Regions from separate parts of the Gossypium hirsutum genome. Here region 1 is linked to region 2. The links are chromatin contacts, called in public Hi-C maps. All regions are on one chromosome and are shown on one strand. The core of a region is the stretch at or near the end of the contact, and the rest is flanking DNA. Distances in the headings are between cores, read along the strand shown.

What was found. A called contact is a pair of places that touch in the nucleus more often than the background predicts.
Region 1: a contact with region 2 is called in a Hi-C map of hypocotyl, with 3 times the contacts expected there. The contact joins the promoter of LOC107921296 here to the promoter of LOC107922593 in region 2. A contact is called at or near these places in 8 of 34 Hi-C or Micro-C datasets (callus, hypocotyl and leaf).

What each region holds. Positions count from the first base shown.
Region 1 is chrD01:23,650,291-23,655,093 of Gossypium_hirsutum_v2.1, reverse strand. LOC107921296 (glycine-rich RNA-binding protein 4, mitochondrial) reads right to left here and starts at 2,351. Exons shown (of 6, transcript XM_016851173.2): 1 at 2,189-2,351; 2 at 1,822-2,031; 3 at 1,612-1,680; 4 at 1,426-1,535; 5 at 720-785; 6 at 225-521. The coding sequence starts at 1,918. The coding sequence ends at 735.
Region 2 is chrD01:23,356,232-23,361,617 of Gossypium_hirsutum_v2.1, reverse strand. LOC107922593 (probable beta-1,4-xylosyltransferase IRX9H) reads right to left here and starts at 3,175. Exons shown (of 4, transcript XM_016852697.2): 1 at 2,188-3,175; 2 at 1,225-1,474; 3 at 894-1,112; 4 at 172-536. The coding sequence starts at 2,924. The coding sequence ends at 942.

The sequences.
Region 1 (4,803 bases), core at 1,102-3,601, 290 kb before region 2:
ACGTTGATTTCCACTTTCGTTCTCTTTTTCTTCAATCCCCATCTCTTTTGTTTTCTTTCAATTGAAAAAAAAAACTTAATTCTTGTTTATTTCGACTTTGTAAAAGGGAAAAGAAAACTCTCATTAATTTCTTCATCTACGTTCCAGTTCCTTTTCTTTTTGCTTGAGTTGAAGCTCCATTTATTTTAAAGGAAAAAAAACGAAAGAAAAAGCATCAGCAGGTCTTAATTAATCTTGTGATTGAATCTATTTGAGGTAAGTTTCGAGATACGAATCTGTTATTTATTCTCGTTAAGGAGTAAAATAGTTTCCAAAACACAGGAGGCATCATGTGATGGTTCTGAGCATGAGCTGGAGGAGGTTGGAATATTGGAAGGCCAAAATTGTTGCTGGTTCGTCGGTGTCAGACCAGAATTGGACAAGCTCAGTGGTGGCATCTGCACTTGCGTTTACTGTCAGATCCGAGATGTAGCAGAGCGCGTCAGTCAACCCGCAACCACTGTCACCGGCCATTGCCTACGCTAAAATAATACATGAGCTATGTCTAGAACATCACAATGCAGTTAGATCATTCAAGCATTAACTAATTGGTCGAGAGATCTATTTCGTTTCTAAAGAGTTACAAGGATCTAAAGTATAAAATGCAAATTTTCTCTAAAGATATTCGATTAAATTTAACAAATGAAAACCAATAACTATCGCCATGGAAGAAACCAAACCTCTAATGAGAAACATCAACTGTTCTTGCATGCGAATTCAACTCGAATATTTCTACCGTCCAGTACCTAGAAACAACCATGATACGTAAAAAATACATCAAAACCCAATTGCTCCTTTATTACAAATATACGAGGTAATAGTTATAATACGGTTAATGGTTAAATTTTGCTATTATTCCCTGTACTCGGTAAAAGTTGTGGATTTAATCCCTGTACTTCTTTTGGGTCTTTTTTTGTCCAATGTACTTTCCAAATTTTAACATATTATCATATAATTCCGTGTACTTTTTTTTGGGTCTTTTTTTGTCCAATGTACTTTCCAAATTTTAACATATTATCATATAATATCATGTCAGCTTATTATTTCCATGTATTATTTTCTAAAAATTTAGTTAATAGATTAACGACAGTCATTTGCGTTAAAGACCGAATTTTCAAAAATCGAAAAGTACAAAGACTTAGAATAATCCAATTGGAGAAAACAAACTAAACCTACAATTGTATAAAAAGTAAAGGACTAATAGTTGAATTTAACGAAACAAATTTCTGTTATTGTTAGGGATCAAGATTAAAATTTCAAAATTTGAAAAGTAGACTAAAATTGATCAAATAAAAGTTCAGGGAATAAATCCATAGCTTTCACAAAGTACAGGCACTAATAGCAGAATTTAACCTAGAGTTAATGAATTAATTACTTGAAACACACCTTGGAATGCATCTCCTTAAAAGCTACCTTGGCTGAAGCATCAGAAGTGAATCGCACAAATCCATACCCTCTCGATTTCCCACTCACGTGATGAGCGATGACTCGAACTGCTAAAGCCCCCAACATGTTCTTAATGCCGTAAAGCACAAATTCTTGTCAAAATAAACAAGTATCCAAGAAATTTACCTTCAATGATTTCACCATATTTTTCAAAAGCATTCTTCAAAACAGTCTCATTGGTATCATATGAAAGCCCTGCAATTAATAAACTTATCGCAAATCAATTATATAATGGTAAAATAAGCTAATTTCTTGCGATAGTTCTCAACATAGACTCAAAAAAATATCGCAGGTTAAATACTAAGGAAAAAGAAAAGAGTAATAGAATTTTGTGACCTCCAACGAATAATTTTGAGCAAGAATTGCGAGCCCAGAGTGATCTAGCTAATGAGTTTTTATGAAGAACACGAATCATCCCATTTATGGCCTGCATTACTTCATATGATTCAATCTGACGATACGGTCGAGAGCTGACAAGTAGGCACTCAACGACCAAGTTGAGAATTAAACTTTCATAAGCATTCCATCAAATATCTGGCCTGCAAACTTATTATTACCAATTTTGAACGTAAATGAGAAAGCCCAAAGGGGGAGGAAATGGATTGAAACGGAACATGACTCCGGTTCCCTAAAAAACCCACTTCATCCATCCTTCCAAACAAGATTGATTTTATCTAGATTTCACCGCCAATAAGATTGTTACCTGGAAGGAAAAATAGCTGCCGCGCGTGGATAGATAAGAGGCGAGTTAAGGTTTGGGCATGGTTTTTATGATGGGCAGAGTGAAGAAGACGGATTGTTTCTAGGGCTGGTGCTGGGGAGACAGAAGCATGACAAAATAGCCCAATAAACTCAACATTATCTACATGGGCCGTGTAAGAGGCGTTGATGGGTCCTGTTTTGAAGCCTCTTTTTATATTGTATAAACTTAGAGTTTTTTTTTTTAGTTTTTTTTCTCTTTTACCAACTAGGAATTTAGTATATTTAATTAGAGATGTTCACAGTTCGGTCGGAGGTCAGTTAATGATTTTTTACAATTTCAATTATTGACTAATTCAGTTTGAAACCAGGTAATTAATCAAATTAACCAATTAACCAAAATATTTGTTGTTTTCAAGACTTATGTAGTGCTTGGTTGTTAACTTTCAAGACTTTTTATTTGTTATTTTCACCTCCATTTAAAGTTCTTTGAACTATTAAATAAAAGAAAATGAACATTAGCAATGTATTTTTTTATATGTTTTATACTTTTTTTAACCAAAAGATAAAAATATATAAATTTCGATTAATTCGGTTAATCTACCGAATTAACTGAAATATTTCAATTTAGTTAATGTATTTGAAAAAAGTTTCGGTTCAGTTAACGATTAAATATTCTTACATTTCGGATAATTCGATTAATAGTAATTCGGTTCGAGTATTAATCAAATTGACTGTTTGAATACCCTTATATTCAATGCTTAACTAACAAGCCATGCGTACAGTGATAAGATACATCGCACTCTTAAGGGAGATTGTAAATTCGAATCTTAAAAACGTTATTATTAGAAGAAACAACAATAAACCTTGAATATAAACAATAAAATGGATATAAAGAATATAAATTGAGTATTAGCTTTATTGACATCGGCATCGTTACCAGTGCAAAGGATGTAAGTTCGAGTGTGCTGAAGCGCATTATCCTCCGATTTAAGGGTTGGAAAGGACTATGGATAGTTATATATATTGTATCAAAAAAGAACCAAATATGATAAGAACCATATAATTTATCTCGTTGATGTGGTGATATAAAATTATTAATTTTTTTACTTACACAGTATTATAAAAATTTTAGAAAACTATAGTAAAATTATTAAAATTTTATAAAGAATTATAAAAATAATAAAAAATAGTTTATTATTTTTAATTGATTTTTAATTGTCTTTATTGTTTAATAAAAAAAATAACAGAATATTTTATTAAATATGGTATTAAAGCTACAAAGTTCGGCTTTAATGCTCAAAGTTGTAAGTTATTTTTAAAATAATATTTATAAAATTTGCTACACTAACATTACATTTGGTTCATTATGAACTGTAATTAGTAATTCAATTATTTAATTGAATAGAATAGAATGGAATCAAATAGAACAGTAATAATATTCTTGTGTTTGGTTAAATAGAATAGAGATGTAATAACATAAGAAAAAAAATTGAAATGACCAGAGTACCTTTAATAAATTTTTTTTAGATAGATGATTATTGTTATTGTTATTAAATTTTAATAGGATTATTATCAAATATATTTTAATAAAAACAAATATTTTAATCATATATTTAATAAAATTATCATTAAATATAATTTTTTAAAAATATAATATATAATTTAATAACATTCTTAATATAATTATTATTAAAATATGAATTAATAAAAATAATATATAGCCTACTTTATTATTTTTAAATTTCAATGCATATTTAATATGATAGAATATCATTAGCAAAACAAATAATTTAATTATCCTCTAAACTAAAAAACAAAAGATTAGAAGTAATAAATAGCTTGAGAATTATATTTTACATCCAAACATAATGTTCATACATTAACAAAAAGTTACATGATGTCATTAGCTTATATGCCATAATCTATATGTTAAATTTTATAGCATCAAAAAGTTACAACAATACGTGGCATTCTCACCCATTCCAGTCTGTGTCATTATACCATCCAAATATTTACATATACAAAAAGTTATCAAAACATCATCAACACCATCAACACAACCGTGGTTTTTAATGGGTAGAAATAAATCTTCTCACCCAATCCAATTGCACAGAAGAAGGTAAATTGAAGAAAACCAGCATTTGCTTTGGATAGACTACAATTTTTCTCAATGCATGAAAGCGTTCATCCTCAGTTAATCCTTCTACTTCACATAAGGTCTGATATAATTTTTGGACATTTTCTTGAATGACCATTTCTAGCTTTTGCTGTGTAACACTCTTATCCCGTCTCCATTGTCGGATTAGAGTTATGGAGTATTACATCAAATAACGAAATAATTAACAACTTAAAACTTACCATTATTAATTTAAATGTAAACAATCAAATCATTTATTAAACATGGAAAACATACACTTAAAGACCTTAAATTAAATTTAAAAGACCTAAATGTGAATTTCAATTACTTAAAAGCCCTATTACATGCCATTTATAACCATTTGCCAAAGTAACCAAAAACTACCAAAATGATGGATGGATGGATAGTTTCATTGAGCTTTGACGAAATTCCAACTAATCGATCTTTCCGATGATCTACAAGACAAAAGAAATAACTAT
Region 2 (5,386 bases), core at 1,926-4,425:
TTATTATTACAAAAGATTAAAAATTCAATTGTATTAGGTGCCAGATTGATCGGATCTAATAAAATGTCAACGTACAAAACCTGTTTAAAATTTCACGTCTTGTTGTGAAGGATGGTAGAAAACAACAGAAGAAGATGAACTTACCACAAGAATGTGGTAAAAGAAAAATGCTGGGATCAGTAATAAATCGTAATCAATTTTGATAAACGCTTACATACAGTGTATAATAACAATATGGATCCACAAACAAATCCACTGCCCATTTTGTGAAGTAGTTTGGGGGAGAAAGGGGGGGAGGGGGGAGTGTCTAAGTGCTTCTAAAATTTAACAAATTAAATCCCCCCAAAAAAATGCCAGAACCTGGAACTCAACAACTTCTTGTTCTGTGAGAATATTTCATGTTACAAAATTCTATGAACAAAGAAAAATCATAAATCTTTTTGTTTTCTTGTCATAACTGTGTGGCACTACGCTGTATATGGTGATGATTGTAGCCAATTGGTCCGAAAAGTTGAGCAGGCAAAGCACCAGTACAACTGTGAAATAGATCCAATCAGAAACTTTTCAGCTCAATATAGATTTTTTTTATATAATGCGTAGAACTACCCATAACCCCTTCCTACTATTAATAGGAGGATAAAGATGCTTCAGCATGCTTGAACTCACGTCCTCCTACTCTGACAATAATACCGATATCAACCGAGCTAAAACTCAGTCAGCACAATATAGATTATTTAGATATCTGTACTAAAATCACACCCATTCTCTCTAACTGTTTGCCATCTCATTCATATATCATGTGTGTTCTGTTTTCCCTAGTTCACGACCAGGCCAATATTTCCTATAACAAGTCAAAAATACTGAAAGGGAAATTCAGAATTTGAATCTCTTACCCATGTATCCCCTCCTTAGCATTAAAACCTTACGGAGCTGAGCTTTCATCACTTAATAGATAAGATAACCTCTAGGTTCTTCTCAAGTAGCCAGCCTTTGGGATAAACAACATTGCCTGTATCTAAATGGAGATGCCAGTTCATAACCTTTGAACAACCAGGTGGTATACCTTCCATTTGACTTTCATCTTCCACTACTTGCTCGATGAATGTCGTTTCCTGCATAGAAGGAACCGAAAGAGAAGCTAAGAATCAAGCCGTGGCATTTCTAGAGAAAATACACATCAGCTTCAATGAAATTGTACAAAAAGCAACACAGTATGATTCATACTTGGAAACCCTCCTTCACTGTGTCCAATTGTCGAATTGGGTTTGAACAGGGGCGTCCCCATCGCTTTGGGTCCCACAAGATGGTGCTGCTAAAAGCAAATCCCGACATGTCAACATGAAACCTACGAAGTCTTTTGCTTTTCTCATTTGTGTGCCATCCAATTACTCGACTCGCATTGCATACCGGACCTTCCACAATTGCCTTGTTTTTGCTTTGTTCAAGCATCGCAACAGGCCAAGTTCCAAAACGGCTACAACACAATAAGATACATGTTATGAATTTGTGTATGATAGCATGATTGGGAAAAGAAGAAGCATTTCATTGTAATCAGTGCACAGTTACACCATTGGGATAGCCGTCTCCATTCTAACATACTTATGAACAAGACAAACTACAATAGTTGTTGAGATATTCATTAACCTTCTTGACAAAAGGAGAAAAGTTTTAATTAGCAGATAAACGATTTTAAGTTAATTCCTCATAAAAAATCTCAAGACGAACCGGTAAAATGACATTATATAATCTCATTGAGGTGAGTGTCAGATATTGGTATAAGTTCAACATAAAATCGAAATTTGAGGATAATCTCTACCCATGTCCGAACAGTAGTTGGGGAAAAAAAATCAGGACGATTACAACAAAACAGATACTAAAGGAAGGATAGCCAGGCTGAATGTTATATGAAAATGAAACTCAAGTGGTTAAGAGCTAAAAAGGATGAATTTTTTTAATGCGGGGAGGAGGGACAGAGATCCGATCTGAACTTGTTTCAACGGGAATTCTTCACACCACGGGCTTGGTTGCAATCAAGATGATTTAATCCAAAAATGGAAATACTATTATTAGGTAATGACAAATAAATTTCAGATAGCCAATCACCAAAATCTCTAACCCAAAACAATTCAACAGTATTCATTCATTACCCAATTTTGTTATCTTAAAAATATAATAAAATAAAATTACCTAGTAGTTCTCAAGCTCTCAAACAATTCCAGGGTGTAGACGTTGTCGTCGTCGGCGAAAAACACGATCCCGTCAAGCTTGTGCCGTTCGATATGTTCCAAAGCGGCGTTTCTTTGATGAACCCCTCGGTCCTTCACGTCACTAGAATTGCGCGTGGACACAACGTGCCGATACATAACCCCTGTTTTCCTCAAAATCTGGGCCGTCTCTAAAGACACCGTTTTCTCCTCCACCACTATCCAAACCAACGGCGGCTTCACTAACCGCAGAACTTGGCCTAACCTGTTCAAGAAATAGACTTGGAATCCCCGATTGTGAGTGGGCGTAACGACGATTAACTGCTTTAACGGCTCGATTGAATCCGTAACTTCGTTGTGTTGTTCCAATTGCGTATTAACGCCCAATGCAACATAAGAAAAAATGGGATCGTCGGATTGGAGGTGGACATGTGGCGGTCTGAGGTCGGGAGAAGCGAAATCCTTGGGTCGGATATCGGTATCCATTTGGCCAAACGGAGTAATTCCGAAAAGCAACCCTATTAGAAAAAAGAAGAGACAGCGGCAAAAAGACCGGCGCCACCCTCGGCGGTAAACTAAATTGAGGAGCGTTGAGGAAGCAGAAGAGGGGAAATGTTTATGTAAAAGCTTATTAGAGGGAGAAGAGGAGAACCCGGCAGCGCCGTTCTGGGTGGAACGGCCGTGAAATGCCGGTGAGAGAGTCCGACGGATGGAAGGCATGAAATAGGATGAGAAATAAATAAAAAAAAATAAATAAATGGGGGATGTTGAAGGGAAAGGAAAAGGGGTTCAGCTGAGATCTGAAGTAAAATAAATTGTTTCTGCTACCACTTCCACCTCCACCTCCATCTCCACGCCAGATGGTTGTGTTTCCTTTTTGACTTGTCTTTTTGCTCTTCTTTTATTCTATTTTCTCTTTTTAGCTAAATCAATTTCTTTTTTGCAAAATATATTATATCAACAAATAATCTAAAAATTATAAAAAGATTCAACATATATATATAACTCATAAACAATAAAAAAAAGGTGATCATGAAATACAAGTAGATTGTCATACGAGTTGCTATATTTCAAAATTTAACGTTTTATTAACTCAGTTATTTTTGAAAGGTTGAATACTAATATTAGCTCAACAAAAGATATAAACTTTAAGAGCTTAATTTGTCATTATGTTAATAAATTATGTTATTACAAGGGTAATTTTTTTTATCTTTTTAATAAAAATAGAAAAAAAAATTAGATACGGTAAGATTTGAACTAATGCTACTAACATCTATAAAATTTTCTCTTTATAGTTTCAACCAAAATTTTATTTTAAAACTTTTATACATTTCAAATTTATTATACAAATTATTTCACCCTATTGTTTGTCCATATTGATAAAATCGTTGATTAAGTTGGTGTTACAAGTCAATTCGATATCAACTTAAGAAAAATGACAATATTATAAAAAACAATTATAGTACATTTAATATTCTTAATATGATATATTACCTATTTAATTATTCTCGTATGTTTTATTATTAGTTTAAAACATTACATATTATTTTTTATAATAATATATTCAAATAGAAAAAGGTGTGGAAAATGCCTTGATGGTATTCTTATTTATTGGTTTCTTAAGGGGAAAAAGGCCACGTGGGAACAAGGAAAGAAGATCAAGATGTTGTTTTAGTAATGCTAATTTTTATATTTTGTAATAAGTTTTTTTTAAGGATATTTTAATAACTATGAATGATAGTTTAGTAGAATGTTAAATCTTTATAAAATTTATGCCTTAACTCTCATCACAAAATATAGATTTCAAGGTCAATTTAATCAAGTATTTATTTCAGATATTACTTTTTTTTGTTGTTGTTTTAAATAGTAGAGAGATTAAATTGTTTGCATTTGACATAATTTAAGATTCTTGAAGCTGAATGGAGTTATCCGAAACCACTTAAGGAGTGTTAGTTTATTAACGACATTTACAATAATCAAATTTGAAATGATACCGGAGTTGCTTTCCACCTTATTGAAAAGATAAAGCTTGGAAACACATATATTTTATTTTTCATGTGGGAAAGTAAATATAACACCGGAAGATATCACTTTAATAATTGATCTTCCAATCAAAGAGAAAGTGATAGTAGCAGATGGTAACATCGAAATGGTGCTATGTTATTTGTTGTTAAGAGTTGTACTAAACAATGAGGAGAATGTAACGACCTGAAAGCCAGTGAAGTCGGAAACGGTAGCTTCCTAATGTTGTTTTCCAATGATAGAATCAATGAATATTATTTATTAATATTTACGAGGATATTATAGTATTATATTGAAGTTTGGTCTAATAATTTTGGTTATTTGAAAGGTTAGACAAGGTATAAGTGTATCGGTTCTAAAGTCAGTGATTTTGAAAATTGAGGTACTGGGACCCTGTTTCCGTAAACCAGACTCGTAAATATTTTTATTAAATTTTTATGGAGTTAGAGTTGAAGTGAAGTGAATTTCAGATAGATAATTTTATTTAATTAAGGATTAATTAAGATACGAGAACTAAATTGCAAAAATGATAAAATTTAAATAGCTAAGGAATTTATAATTAAAGCATGGGATAAAGACCTAAGTGGTAATTATACCACTTAAACATTTAGTGGACGGTAGCTTTGAATAGTTAAAGAAATTATGTTAAAAATATATAAATAATAAATAAATAAAACATAACATAAAGTGAAAATAAAATAAAATTATTATAATAAAAACATAAGTGGAAAAAAAACAACCATTTTCATTTCCCTATCATGCAAACCGAATCAAAGAAGAGAGAAAAGAAGCATTCGGCGTTAGGGAGTTCTACTTTCAATTTTAGAATTGGTTAGTCAATTTAGTCTATTTTCTTGTAATTTTTATATTTTTGGAATCCCTGAAATTCAAGATTTTAAATCTAGAACTGATAAAGGACTAAATTATAAAGTAAATTGATGATTTCGTGCAATAATGACTAATTTGTGCAAAATTCGAAATTGGAAGTGAAATTGAGAAATAGGAAGTCCTATATGGACTCTAAAAATTTTGGCATTAGGTTTTGGGGATTGAATGTCAAAAATTTCATAGCCCTAGTTTTGGGGACTAAATTGAATAATATGCAAAAGTTGTATAATTTAACAATTGAATTTGAATTGGGATATGTAGCGTTAATTTAT